Linked DNA regions of Macaca mulatta: region 1 is linked to region 2. Evidence: chromatin contacts called from public Hi-C data. All regions are on one chromosome and are shown on one strand. Each heading gives the region's core, a stretch centred on a gene start, on an enhancer-like site or on the middle of the called end of the contact. The rest is flanking DNA. Distances are from core to core; before and after follow the strand shown.

Evidence for each region. A called contact is a pair of places that touch in the nucleus more often than the background predicts.
Region 1: a contact with region 2 is called in a Hi-C map of fetal cortex germinal zone, with 4 times the contacts expected there. The contact joins two enhancer-like sites. A contact is called at or near these places in 2 of 14 Hi-C or Micro-C datasets (fetal cortex germinal zone and liver).

Annotation. Positions count from the first base shown.
Region 1 is chrX:39,953,613-39,960,119 of T2T-MMU8v2.0, forward strand. All of the region lies in intron 1 of BCOR (BCL6 corepressor), which reads right to left. Among named protein-coding and RNA genes, the nearest start is that of BCOR, 93 kb to the right of the region's middle. Within about 2 kb of position 4,474, at least 8 of the 40 cell types and tissues checked have an H3K27ac peak or open chromatin away from gene starts, as enhancers often do. A contact at or near this core is called in fetal cortex germinal zone, where this site is marked.
Region 2 is chrX:39,686,291-39,692,400 of T2T-MMU8v2.0, forward strand. No RefSeq gene overlaps it. Among named protein-coding and RNA genes, the nearest start is that of BCOR, 360 kb to the right of the region's middle. Within about 2 kb of position 4,736, at least 9 of the 40 cell types and tissues checked have an H3K27ac peak or open chromatin away from gene starts, as enhancers often do. A contact at or near this core is called in fetal cortex germinal zone, where this site is marked.

The DNA.
Region 1 (6,507 bases), core at 3,224-5,723, 270 kb after region 2:
ACCAAACTACCTCTGCTCACGCCTCCCTGCTGTCCACACAGGCACTGAGAGGGTGGCCCATCTCAGGGTCTTTTCTTGGGATCTCTCTCACTAGGTTCCCCTTGTCCCCACCGGCAGCTATCCAGCAGTTAATGGCCAGAAGGACTGGAGAGGTTCGCAAGCAAGGGCTTCCAGCTCAGGTGGCCAAGCAGGCATTCCCAGCCAGTGTGCTGGGGTCCTCTGGCCCAGGACTCTTCAGGGGAGGGGTCTCGCTACTGCATGGCTGGTTCTCTGTAGAGAACATGGTCACCACAGCCTCCCGGCTCCCACCCTTACCCACCGCGTGTCTCTGGGCAGGTGGCCGAACCTCTCCAACCTTGGTCCCCTCTGTAAATATTTGGCATTGTGTTTTCCAAAGGATTAAGCTGCACTATGGACTTGAGTTTTGCCTGGCAATAGCTGGTGCTGGCCACGTTTAACCTCACTAAATAGCATCTGACTCTACTAAACATACTGTGTAGTAAGCTCCAGAATCACATCGCTGTTTCTTTGGGGTAGTACCACCTCATCCTGCGGGGGAGACGGAGGCAGCAACAGAGAGGGGGTCAAAGCAGGGAGGGACCTTCAGCAGAACTGTGTAGATTTTACAGAAGCCCAAAGCTCACCACCCGCCAGCCCTTCCTGGGGTTGCTCCAAACACAGACTGCGTCACAGCAGCAGCGCTGTGCTCCGGGTTTCAAGGAAGGGACGGGTGAAGAAGTTCCTATTTTAGGATGTGAGGGGTGGGGGTGGGGTGTGTGGGGGTGGAAGATGAGAAGAAAAAGCTCTTCCGGATGTGCAGTGTGGCATGGGTCCTCCAGGTCTGCTGGGGAGTAAGAGACCCCAAGGCTGCCCCCCAGGTCCCTGGGAGGCAAAACCGCAGGCTTCCAGGAGTGTGGTCGAGGGAGGTGGCTGGCCTGGTCCCAGCCCCTCCCCCGAGAGAATTGGGGGTGAGGGAAGTGATCCAGCCGGCCCAGGTGCTGCCTCTTGGCACACTCCAAGCCACAGCCGTAGCCTGCAAGGGCATCCCCGCCCACACCTCCAAGTTTTGCACTAGTAAGAGGGAGGGGGAAGGGGAAACTCGCTGGCCCGGACCATTCGAGCACCCAGATACCTTCCCGGCCTCCTGCCGGGGCGTCGGGGTCAGAGCGGAGAGCCACATCGGCTGGGAGCGAACTTGGCCCCGGCGAAGAAGAAAGGGGGAGGGGCGCCCCCTCCCCGGGCTGAGGCGCTTCAGCCCGGAGCGTGATCGGTCGGCAACAAAGGGATTTTCTCTCCCACCACACACACCCGTGCTGCTCGGGGCTCGCCCGCTCCTCCTCGCCGCTCCTCGGCGGAGGTCCCAGCGCGCGGGGCCGCACCACGGCACACACCCACGCCCTCGCGGCGCGCCCCCGCCGAGCCTTCCAGGAACTCCAGCAGGCTCCCCGGAGGCGGCCCGACCTCCCCAGTTCCCGACCCTAAGTAACCCCTCGGACCCTAAGACCTGGCGCGCTCTCCGTGGTGCCCCTTCCGAAGGCCCCGCCGCACCTTCTGTCCCCATCAACGAATCTGACGAAAGGAAACTTTGGGTGGGCGCAGGGAGAATCCGAGACCTCCCGGGAAATGCCGCCGAGTCCACAGGGGGAATGGGCACGGCAGACCCCTCCTCGCAATCGTTCTGGGTTCCCTTCCGATCATACTAGAACGCTGCTGCTCTGGACGCTTCCCCTTACAAAGATGTGAGCCAAGTGTCGCCTACTGTAACGTGGGAGGGGTGCGAATATCGGGGATTGGGGTCCGGGGTGTAATCTGCAGGGACTGACCCTAAGGGTCGCTGCCGAGCCTGTAATGCCCGCTACACTCCCCTCCTCCAGGCAGAGCCCATGGCCCGGGGTCAGGTGTCCCCAACCTCTCTCTCACAGGCCAATGGGGGACACTTGCCCTTCTCCCAGGGCAATCTGTCCAGGCCACCCCACCAGCTTTTTGTTCCTTTCACTTTCCTTCATGGTTTTGCCACAGGGGGAGTCAGGGAACCACGTGTGTATTCAAGAGAGGGCGAATTTAGAAACAGGTGTCCCCTCACAGGAGGCCACTCAGCAACAGAAACCCAAGTCAAAAGCCAGGAATCCCTCCTTACTCTTCTCCCCACTCCACGCAAAAAGAAACCACTTGCCCCCTTTGGTCTAGTCCTTGCAGAACTGGGTCCCCACTTGGGAGTCTACACAACCTGGGGGCAAATCCAGAATAAATGTTCCACACCACGCCTCCAAAGGCTGTGTCAATGAACTTTTGTTTTCACCAGGGCTTTGTAGGAGTAAAACAGGAATGCCTTCGCCGCCATCCCCCCCCCCACCACCACCGAAGGGAACAAGCTATACCGTAAGGCTAATAACAACAGCTATCATTAGTATACAGAGGAAGCACAAAGGAACTTTTAATGCATAAAAGATGCCTAAAAGGCAGGGGTCCTGCGATCTGCAAGTGAGTCTCTCGCTGACTGTGCAGAGCCTGGGAGTCCCAGAAAGGCTGGGATGAGGGTCAGAGAAGGAGAGGGGCACCCACTTTCTTTACAAGGAACAATAGGAATCCCATGTCTGCTACTCAGTCATGGAACTCAGAGCACCCAAAACAAAGCCATGGAACAACTGCGGTATAGATGGGGGCCCATGAATTTTTGTAGCTGTTCAGGGCTTAATTACTCCTCCTTGATCCGTGGGACTAGACACGACACCGCCAAGGTTAAAATGCCCCGAACAGCGCCGAGCAGATGTGAGCGAGCTGGCAGACGCGCAAATGAGGCCTGCCTCGGAGCACGATAACAAGTGACTAATACATTGCATATCGTTGAAAGAAAATTATTTTTCTCTAATTTGCATTTGCTTGGGGGAAAAAAAGCCAACGAGAGTCCCTCCTCACATGCACAAGTCTAATCCTGGAAATACAGCCCGGCTGCTTTAAGAGAGCTGGAAGGAGGGAAAGACTGCCAGTGTTTTGGCGTTGCAGGCTTGTTTATCTTTCCGCCTTTCCTCCAAGGCGAAACTCGTTTTGCAAGCAACATTCCTACAGAAAATGGCACACGTCATAAAAAGAGACCAATTTATAGAACTGGCACCGAAGTTCATGTCTCACTCCAGAAGCATCTCCCAGCTCCCCATCGGAAACCCAACTAGATGTAGAAGTCCATGTTAAAACTTAGAGAGTAGACTTGGGGAGGGGGCGGTGCTGGGCGGGGGGAGGAGAGAATGAACTAGATTTGCAGATACCCTGTAGGCTGTACACCCAGAGGCCAAAGTCATGCGGAAGGGTAGAATATAGAATTAAGTCAGCCCTAAATGATGTTCCAAAACGCAGGGAGGACCAGGCAGGTGCCAGGGCTTGGAAGGCTTCAACCTTGGGATTCACGGGGGAGAGGAGTGAATTTTTACACCCAGCTTGCCCCAGGACGGTCCAGAGGCAGGTCCACATTCTTTGCCATCCTAAGTCCACCTGCTTGGGCCAGCCACGAACCTCCAGGACTGGCCTAGTGGGTAACTGCCGCCACCAACTGCTCTCCCTCCCACCCTGGCGCCTCTCTGCAGGGCCTGGCAGGGTACCAGGAACTCAAGAGAAAGCCTGTGGCTGTGGGCATCTAGTTGATGAAGTCAGAGTAGGTGGTGCTGTGGGCAGGCTTCAGGACGCACCTTTGCGTACTGCAGTTGAAGGCAAATGTGTTCTTGAAAACGGGAAGGCTTGGGAGAAAAGGTTAAGGCATGTGGGTAATCAAAAGCCAATCTGACCTCCCTTCCCCCCAAAATACACCCCCTTCAGGGTACTGAACCTGCACACTTGCATTTCCAAGCTGGAAACAGTGCCGAGTGCACAGAACACAGCACCCGCCTGTCTCTAACTTGTCTGAATAACAGGGCCATTTCAGAGGGGAACAACGGCCTTCAGAGCCTCTGCAATTTCCAGAAAGCTTTCAGTTAATAACACATTCTTTCCAATAAGCTTACTTAGGGCTGAAAGTTATTTTCCCAAATCTTAAAAACTCTGTCACCAACAGCTGAGGACCCAGTTCAACGGATCCTGGCCAAACCCCACCAACACGGTGACACTCACAGCCCCGTGGGCCTTCTCCCGCCACCTCTGCCTCACCACAAGTTCCCTAAACCACAACATACAAACCATCCTGCACCCCACCACAATCCTGGGAAGTCATAAAGATGTGTATTGGGGATGGGGGGGTGGGTGTGCCGTGGAGCTTTCTCTCATCTGGGGATGCGCTGGCCAGAAAGTGGCCGCCACCTCTGCAGCTCGTCCATGGGCCTGCATAGTGCGCGCTTTGTGTAAGTGCTGAGGAGGCGCAGCGCTGCTCGCGCGCCAACAGCTGTCACATTATTTGCACTCGCTGTAAACAGCCTTCACATTCCCCCCTTACCACATAGTTAAAGCCAGACTAACAATCCACAGTTAGAGATCAAACCAACAACAGCAGCATTGTGTCTGCCTTCGCTGCCTTCGCACCAAGCCCAGCAGCTGGCAGGTTTCTCCGGAACAAGGGACCCCTTCTCCCCCTACCCCTCCAGGCTCCAGCCAAGGCTAGCCAAGGAAGCATGCGTTTGTCAGCGCTGTTTGTTAAAGCAAAAGAGCACCGCCATTTCGCAGAGATTTCCGTGTGGCTCATCAGCCCTCTCCGAGAGTTTACTCCTTCTGGAAGCTCAGGGAAGCATCATGAGAATAAAGGTTACGGAGACTCGTAGGGTTGGTTTCCATGCTCAGCAAAGTGGGGTCTGGCCAGGCTGGGGCCGGGACAGGGAGGTCTGCCCCTCTCCATGCCATGTCACAGAGGCCAGACAGGTCTGCGCTTTCTGCAGCCCTCAGAGGAATGCTTCCTGTCTTTCGGAAATTGCCCAACTCACTGAATACTTACTGGCCGCCCCACTGATCAAAATGTCTCCTTTATGATTTTTGGTTAAGTTGAACATTTCCATAATCGTCATTATTAGTGCAAATTACACGCCTAATCGGTCCTTAAATAGATTTTAATTAAATAAGCATACAAGGCTCATTTTATGACTTAAGAAAGGCATTACTTTTCGTTATAAACTTTCCACCAGGATATCGAATAACGATAGCAGACAAATACTTATTCTTTGAAAATCACCAATAACCGATGGGCAGAGTATCATGAAACATACCCTGTTCTACCCTCTGGAATCAAAGCTGAGACCAGACATATCACAGCGGTACAACTTTCCTCCTGGGATGGGAGAGAGGATTTCTTCCTCCAAAGCACTATGTCTGTCTTCCTTGTGGCCAGTAGAAATAAACCCCCAGTGCTGCTTTCCCTACCCATCTGATGAGATTTCTCTAGCTGATGTCCTCTAGCAACCACTACTCCCCCACCACCTCCATCCGTTTTCCACCCCTTTGCCTGCTTAGAGTCCTGGTGCAAAGCGGGCAGGCTGTGCTTGTTAAATGCTGTGTAAAATGCTGTTAATAAAATAATAAATACAAAGGATGGAGGCTGCTGGTTCCACTGGTGTTTTGACTGGAAATGCCTTGGCACTTGTCATGTGTTTATGGGAGGGCAGACAACGCTAGGATTTACATAGTTTGGACATTTCTGTACTTCATTTATTCTTTCCTAAATGACGTAGGCCTCGAGCTATTTCAAGTTTGCATTTGTACAGAACTGTTAAATGCCTAGGAGTTTCTCCAATTAAACCAAGTTTAAAATCAGACCCAAAGCTGGAACATACACTCAGACTTGCCCAACTCCACCTTCAGCCTCGGTGGCTGGAGAACAAACAGATCCTCGAAAACAATCAGTCCTCGAGCTCCCCACCTTCACCCCCCTCTCCAGGAGGGCCCCTAGGGCAAAGGTTAAGGCGTCTCTAGATTCCAAGCCCGGCCCAGGCTACACACTGAGGCAATCATTGCAGTTAGGCGCATCTTGTCCATAGACTACCTTTAAAATCGTGGGCTAAAATCGGGGGGGAAACTGCTGGCCTGGTAAAACCCACTGTTCACAAAACAATGTCAGCAAAGGCTGTAAGGCATTCTTTAGAGAGGGACCAGGGATTCGTGCCTACTGAAGCTCTTTCAGCACAAAGGCTTTTAGGGGAAGAAGGGAAAAAGAGGGAGGAGGAGGGGGAGAGGAGGAGAGAAAGGGAGGGAGGGCTCCTGTTTCAGAGCAGGCATCCCCTGAGAGTCAAGAACCAAGTGTAGCTTCAATCAAACACTGACTTTCCCTCTGGGAGTCGAGTAGGAAACCTGATCACAGTAGCTTACTACCGGCCTGGATCCATACAGGTCTGGTTTTCTTCTCATGCTAGTAATTTTTTAAAATACATATCGATATAAAAGAAGCAATCCCTGGCAGACTTTGTTGAAAACCACATTGAGCCCTCATAACATCCGGACTTAATCCTTATCAAACAAACCACAGCACCTCTGGCCTCTGCACCAGGCCACCCCCTCTCACCTCTTCCAACCAGGTCTTGCCCCTCTAGACACCATCGTTCC
Region 2 (6,110 bases), core at 3,486-5,985:
AGTTTTAGGCCCCCAAACTTGCATCTGACCCTGCAGCTGCATTAACAAGAGATTGGGCTGCTATTCTGGTTTCTCCTTCCAGGAGGTCAGTTTATCCGCAGGGTCCAGGAGGGCAGAAGGGACTGTACCTCCCCCCAAGAGGGGTTTTGACTCCTCTCTGCTTCTCTTGGAGGAGCATTTCCCAAGCTCCTCCTCCTCACCTCGTTCTGGGAGAGGGTTAATAGATGTGGGGGTAGAAGGCCTCTTGCGGCCAAACACTTCTGGAAAGATTGGCGGCCTCTCCACTGCCCCCCACCCACCAACCTCCGGAAGATTCACAATGTACATTAGCATAGTAAAGGCTCCAGATAAAGAAAACATTTGGCTTTGTTTACTGTGGGGGTTGCCCATACTTCCTGGAGCTTAAGCTGAAAGCGAAAGGATGAGTAGGAGTCAGATAGGAGAGGGTTTTAGGCTTGAGGGTACAGCCCCAGCAAAAGCCTCGCAAAGCCTGGAGAACTGGAAGAAGTTGCTGCTGGAAGGCAGAGTTTGAGGTGGTGGAGCCGGGAGGGATGGACTAGAGGAGCCCCCGAAGCGGGCCTTTCATCCTGAGGACACCGGGTGACAACACACTCAGAGCTCTGAATCAGAGCTGCCCTGAATCAGGCAGAGCTCCCAGCTCTCTGAAGGCTTGGCATGCTGCTGTTTGCATCCTTCCATCTGTAAGCGATGTAAGGCTGGGCAGGCGTTGTCCTCATAGAGTTTCTCCCTCATCGTCTCTGCCTCTGCTCACCCCAAAGCTGGCAGAACCACAGCGCCCAGTGGCCTCCAGCTGCAGAGGGCTTGAGGACTTCAGGCTGGTTTCCCAGAAACAGGAGGGTTTGTAGATAACCCTGACTCCCTGTGACCAAAGGCACCGTTCCCGAAACCCCTGTCCATGAAGCTACAGCCTAGTGCTGCCAAGTAAAGTTTAACAATTCACCTACAGGGGTAGCACTAGCTGTTTCTGAAGTTCTACAGCCCAGGCCACCACTGGATGCTGGCCTCAGTTCTGAACCTTCAGCCCTGCCAGTGAAAAGTAAGAATTCACAGATTTATTGTCTTCTAGAAAGGTTGGGGGACACATTCCTCCATGCCACTCTCCCCTAGTTGAGGGTCTGTCCTTTCTCCCCAGCGAATAGTATCTCCCTGGCCAGAGAGGGAACGGACCAGACTTTGCTTTCCAGCCTCACATAACCACCCTCCTGATGTCAAATATGACACATTCTTCAAGCTAATGACCTCTGCCCCCGCCTTAAAAAAAAAAACAGCCCTCCACTTCATCCATCTTTGGGCTGATGACTGCTTTTTCTCGAGCAGCAGCGAACTCTAGCATTTCCTTTGTTTTCCAGTGATGCTTTTTCTCCTCCATCTGATTTGGTGTCATCTGTGTCTCTGACTGAGCAGGGCTCCCCAGTCTCCTGGCTTGCCCTACCCATGCACCTTTAGAAGTCAGTCTGGAGAGCCTCTGATTCCATGTACAGATTTGCAGGGTTGGCATTTGGCTATCACTTTGGTGCTCAGAGTGGTCGTGTGAAAAGAGGGCGGTCTGGCCGTGGGACTGACTTCCCAGAGCAACAGGGCAAGCTGGTGGGTAAGAACCAACCTTTTTGCTGGCAAGGAACCTGGGCAGAGATGGGCCCTAATATACCCAGGAGCAACTTGAAGAATAAATACAAGTCATGAGCAGCATTACTGTCAAAGTGTGACAACTGGCCACCTAGCCCTAGATGGGTACACGGGAGTGTCTAGAACCTGGAACCTTCTGGAACAGGGTAAAGGAGTAGCTGACGGCTCCTAGCTCCACCCTTGGCTCTTTACAAGCTCCTGCGCACACAAGGGTCCTGCCTAAAATACCGGAGGGCATGGGAGTCTGCTTGTTGGTCCCCGCAGCAATTTGAGTTCTCCAGGTATCGGACACCAAGAGAGAATAAGTGTGAGAGATGTATTGGGGGAGATTTCTAAGAAGGATAAAGGGGGAGGGAGCAGGGGTGAGGGGGCTTCAGACCAGGAGGCAGGTCTGATCCCTGCGGAAGGAGAGGGGAAGGAAGGAGGGGTGGGTAGACAGAGCCTCAGCCGGCAGCGCAGCTCTGAGAAAGTCTCATCCAGGCCGATGGGGAGACCCAGAGCACAGACTGCCCACCAGAAACTTCCCGTGTCAGGCAGTAATGACCCAGCTCTAGTCACCCTGCTATGCTCTGTCATCCTGCGGGAACAGCCTGGGGAGGGTGGCCTCAGCAAGAATGCTGCAGCAGATCCCGAAAGTACCACAGCCAGAGGGTAGCAGACCAAGACACTTCTCCCGGAAACTTTTCCGCTAAAGGCAGGTCTGAGAAGTGCCCTTGCATGGCTGCCATTGTTTTTTTGTGTGGGGGCAAGGGGGTATCAGCGAGGGGAACTCTGAACCCTGGTCTCATGACCTCAGTCAAATTTTTCTGTGTTGTAGCTTCTTAGTGTGTGGATGACACCCTGGATTCTGGTTATTTCAGTCTTTGAGCTCCTAGAAGGTAGACATGGAATCAAAAAAGATACCAAAGGGCCTCCATCACCAGAGACAGACACATTCCAGTTGGAAATGGTCCAGAGTCCTTTTCTACTTGCAAGTACAGAAGGGACGTGGGCCTGGCCTGAGACCACTGAGCTATCCAGTCATGGATTCCTTTATTCCACAAAGATGTGGTGGGCACCGACTCCGTGCAGATGGCTGCTGTGTGCCCAAGGGGGCCATGGGTCTCCTGAGGACCAGAGGGGCTTCAGCAGGAAGATCTTGCTGCCCATCTCCCCCACCCAGCCTTCCTGATTCTAAAAAGGGAGGTGCAACATTCCAGATCAACCCCACTTGGTCCTGAGGAAGAGAGAAATGGTGAGGCGCGGGGGGTGGTGGTCTCAGGACAAAGAATATAATCCCAGTGACTCCCCGGACACTTCCCCTGCACTATCACCTCACAAATACGTGCACTCACACGTGCACACACGCACACACACACACAGCCATCTTTGGCATCATTAGCAATTTATCTTTGAAGAAGCCTGTACAGTTTACAAATATTAAAGCATTATCTCACTATTTTAATCACAACGACCGCTTTGGGGTATTCTCATTCTTTCTGATAATGAAGCTGGGCTCCGAGATCAGATTTCAACAAGGTCAAATGGCTGGTAGGTGGTTCTTAACCTTTGGGGCTGTCTCAGATCCCTTTAAGAACTCTCCCCTCGGAAAAATGCATACCTACGCAGAATTTTGCCCTCTCTTTCAGGGATTTGCAGCCCTACTTCAAGCTCTTGCAGGGCTCCGCCTCCCCACCCCAGTCCGCGGTAGGAGGCCAGACGAAAGTCGGCCCGGTGAAGCTGAGTTGGACCGGGCAGCCGCAGGATAAAATCCAGAGAGGAGTTCGTGTGACGGCGCAGCAGGATTAAGAAATCTCCCAGACCAGGATGGGCACAGAAAGGGTTAAGGGGGTGGAGGGTTTTGTTTTTCACCTCTGAGGACTCTTTTATGGGTCATTAAGAACACAAGACCGAGCGAGCATTCCATTTGCTGGGCCTGCCTCTAGCACACAGCTCTGCTTCCCGACAAGATAAGTCCTGTGCAGGAAGGCAATCCTGGGCCCAGGGAGGCAGATGGGAAACCGCCCCAGATAAGGCGGCTGCTCCGAGTGCTGCAGTCACACAGGGCCTTTCTGCTGCAAGAATGACACTGCCGAGAGTCTGCGTTTCTTGCCAGCTAAGGAGGAGGAGGCTCTTCGGAGGCGTCTCCTAACACACTGCTGTTCTAGGCAGCTCTGCAAGGGGAACCCCCTCCCCCAACGGGGGTGCAGCACCGTGCCTCCAAGTGGAGGAGAGGCCCTCGGGTTCCCGGAGCTTGGAGAGGGTGCCTTCAGCGGTGCCCTGGCCACCTCTGGCTAGGCCCGCACACAGTTTATCCCCACCCAGGCCTCCTGGCACCCCCGCCCCGCATCCACCACCCAGGTGGTACCTGTGCCCGCACAGGTGAGGAAAAAGGCCTGTGGAAAACACCATTACTGATAAGTAACAGTTCCTTTCAGGTTTAATGACACGTTGCATCCATCCTAAAGCTCAAAAAAAAAAAAAAAAGAAAAAAAAATAAGAAGAAGAAAAGAAAGAAAAAGAAAAAAGCCCTCTCGAGGGACTGCGCCTTGCGCTTGTAAATAGGAACGCAAGGCCAGGGCGCGCGCGGGGGAGGGCGCACGGCGCGGAGCGGGCGTGTAAATTAACCGGGGGCCGCAGAGTAAATACACTGCACTCAGTATTTATTATGCGGCCGGACCTCCGAGGGGTTCTCCGGCTCCCGGACGTGGCAAATCTTGTCCGGGGCGCCGCAGGCCGCGCTGCCGAGGGCTAGGACGAGAGGGCCCGTGGCGGGGGGCGGGGGGCTTCTCCTCCCGCTCCGGGGAGCCCCGGGGCAGCCCCCTTGCCGCGACGGCAGCGGGGAGGGCTTAGGCGAGGAGAGACGCGGCCCCGGGCGCCGCTTGGGCTAGGCCGGGCAGGGAAGGCGGCGGGGTGAGAGCGGGCGGCGCGCCCGGCCCCTTAGCATTCCGCCGGCGCGCCCGCCATCGCCGCGTGCGCCCCCGCGCCCCGCTGTAATTACCCCGATTACCAAATGAATCTCGCGCTTTTGTGCTCACCGGGCGGTGGGTGCGGGGAGGCAGTTCTAATAGTTGTCATTAGGGCCAGGGGAGGCGGGGCGCCGGGGGCTGAGGGTGGGAGCGCGGGGGTGGGGGAGGCCCGCCATTCCCTCGCTGGCTCGCTCGCTCACAGGCGGTCCCAGGCGGCGCGCAGGCCGCTGCTGGCTGCTGAGTAATGATTTTTTTTTCTAATTGGAGGCGAACAGCGGCCCTAATGGATGGAGCCGCTCTCGGCGCGTTCGCTGCGCCCGCCCTTCGATCAATACGGCTCGCTGAGACCGCCGGGCCGCGCTCCCCGGCCCTTTGTGGTCAGAGATGCTTCGGGGGCCCGAATCCCCGCCACCACTAAAGGCCCCCCACGCCGCCTCAGCCTCGCCTGGGGAGTTCGCCGCCCCGCCACTCCGTGACACCACCCCTCCTCCGGCCTACCCCCACCCCGGACACTCCAACCCCAAGCTCCTTCCCAGACCCCGGCGCCCGAGCTCCCCTCTCGGAACACTCCTACTCCCCGTCCCCAAACACCTCCCCCGCGTGTCCCGGCTGTCCCGAGCCCTCCATTCCTTCTTGTCCTCACACTATGCCCAGCAGCCTGGTCCCCGTGGCCTTTCAGCCAGGGTGGGTTAGCAGGGAGGTGTCGGGGAGGGCAGACCCCGGATTGCCACCCTCACCCCTTCTCCGTGACCGCGTTTCTGCCAAGCGCCCCAGGCCGGGAGGAGAACCGGGCACAGGCGACAGCCTCCGAGAGTTTACACCGGCTGGTCCGGGAAGGGTTCGCTGAGTCCAATTAAATCCCCACGTTCTTTCCTTCCTGAGCCCGCTCCATCTCGGACTGGCTCCAGCTGGGACCCTTCGGCTTTCTGAAGGTACAGAATCTTGCGAGCACAGACACTCTCCCTGGGGGCACCAGTTTCCAAGAAGCCCTCTGGAATGTTTAGCTCAGAAACTGGACAGGATGCACAAGTCCTCCTACGTCAGGGGTGAAATGTGCCCTCTGTTTTGCAGGCCCTTCGTGCACTGCTTCTAACTAGCTGGTGACCTTGGGCAAGGACTCAGTGCCTGAAGGACCCTTTTTCTTACAGCTTGCAGAAGTTTATCCAGCTCTACAAGCTAGGCTGCTGGGATACAACATTAAAAGGAATGGTCAAATCTTCCCACTCCTTCCTGCAGTTTGCAGACTTTCCTCCTTCCACCCTGCGGAGAGCAGATCCTGGGAAGCCCAAGCTGCTCCACCTACCCTCCTTCCTTCATCTGCTCACTTTCTGTTGTTGGCTGTGATTTCTGCATAACATTTAGCATCACCTAACGTAATAAACACTTGCTTGGTTTTTTTTGTTTGTTTTTTGAGACGGAGTTTTGCTCTTGCTGCCCAGGCTGAAGTGCAATGGCACGATCTCAGCTCACTACAACCTCCTTCTCCCGGGTTCAAGCGATTCTCCTGCCTCAACC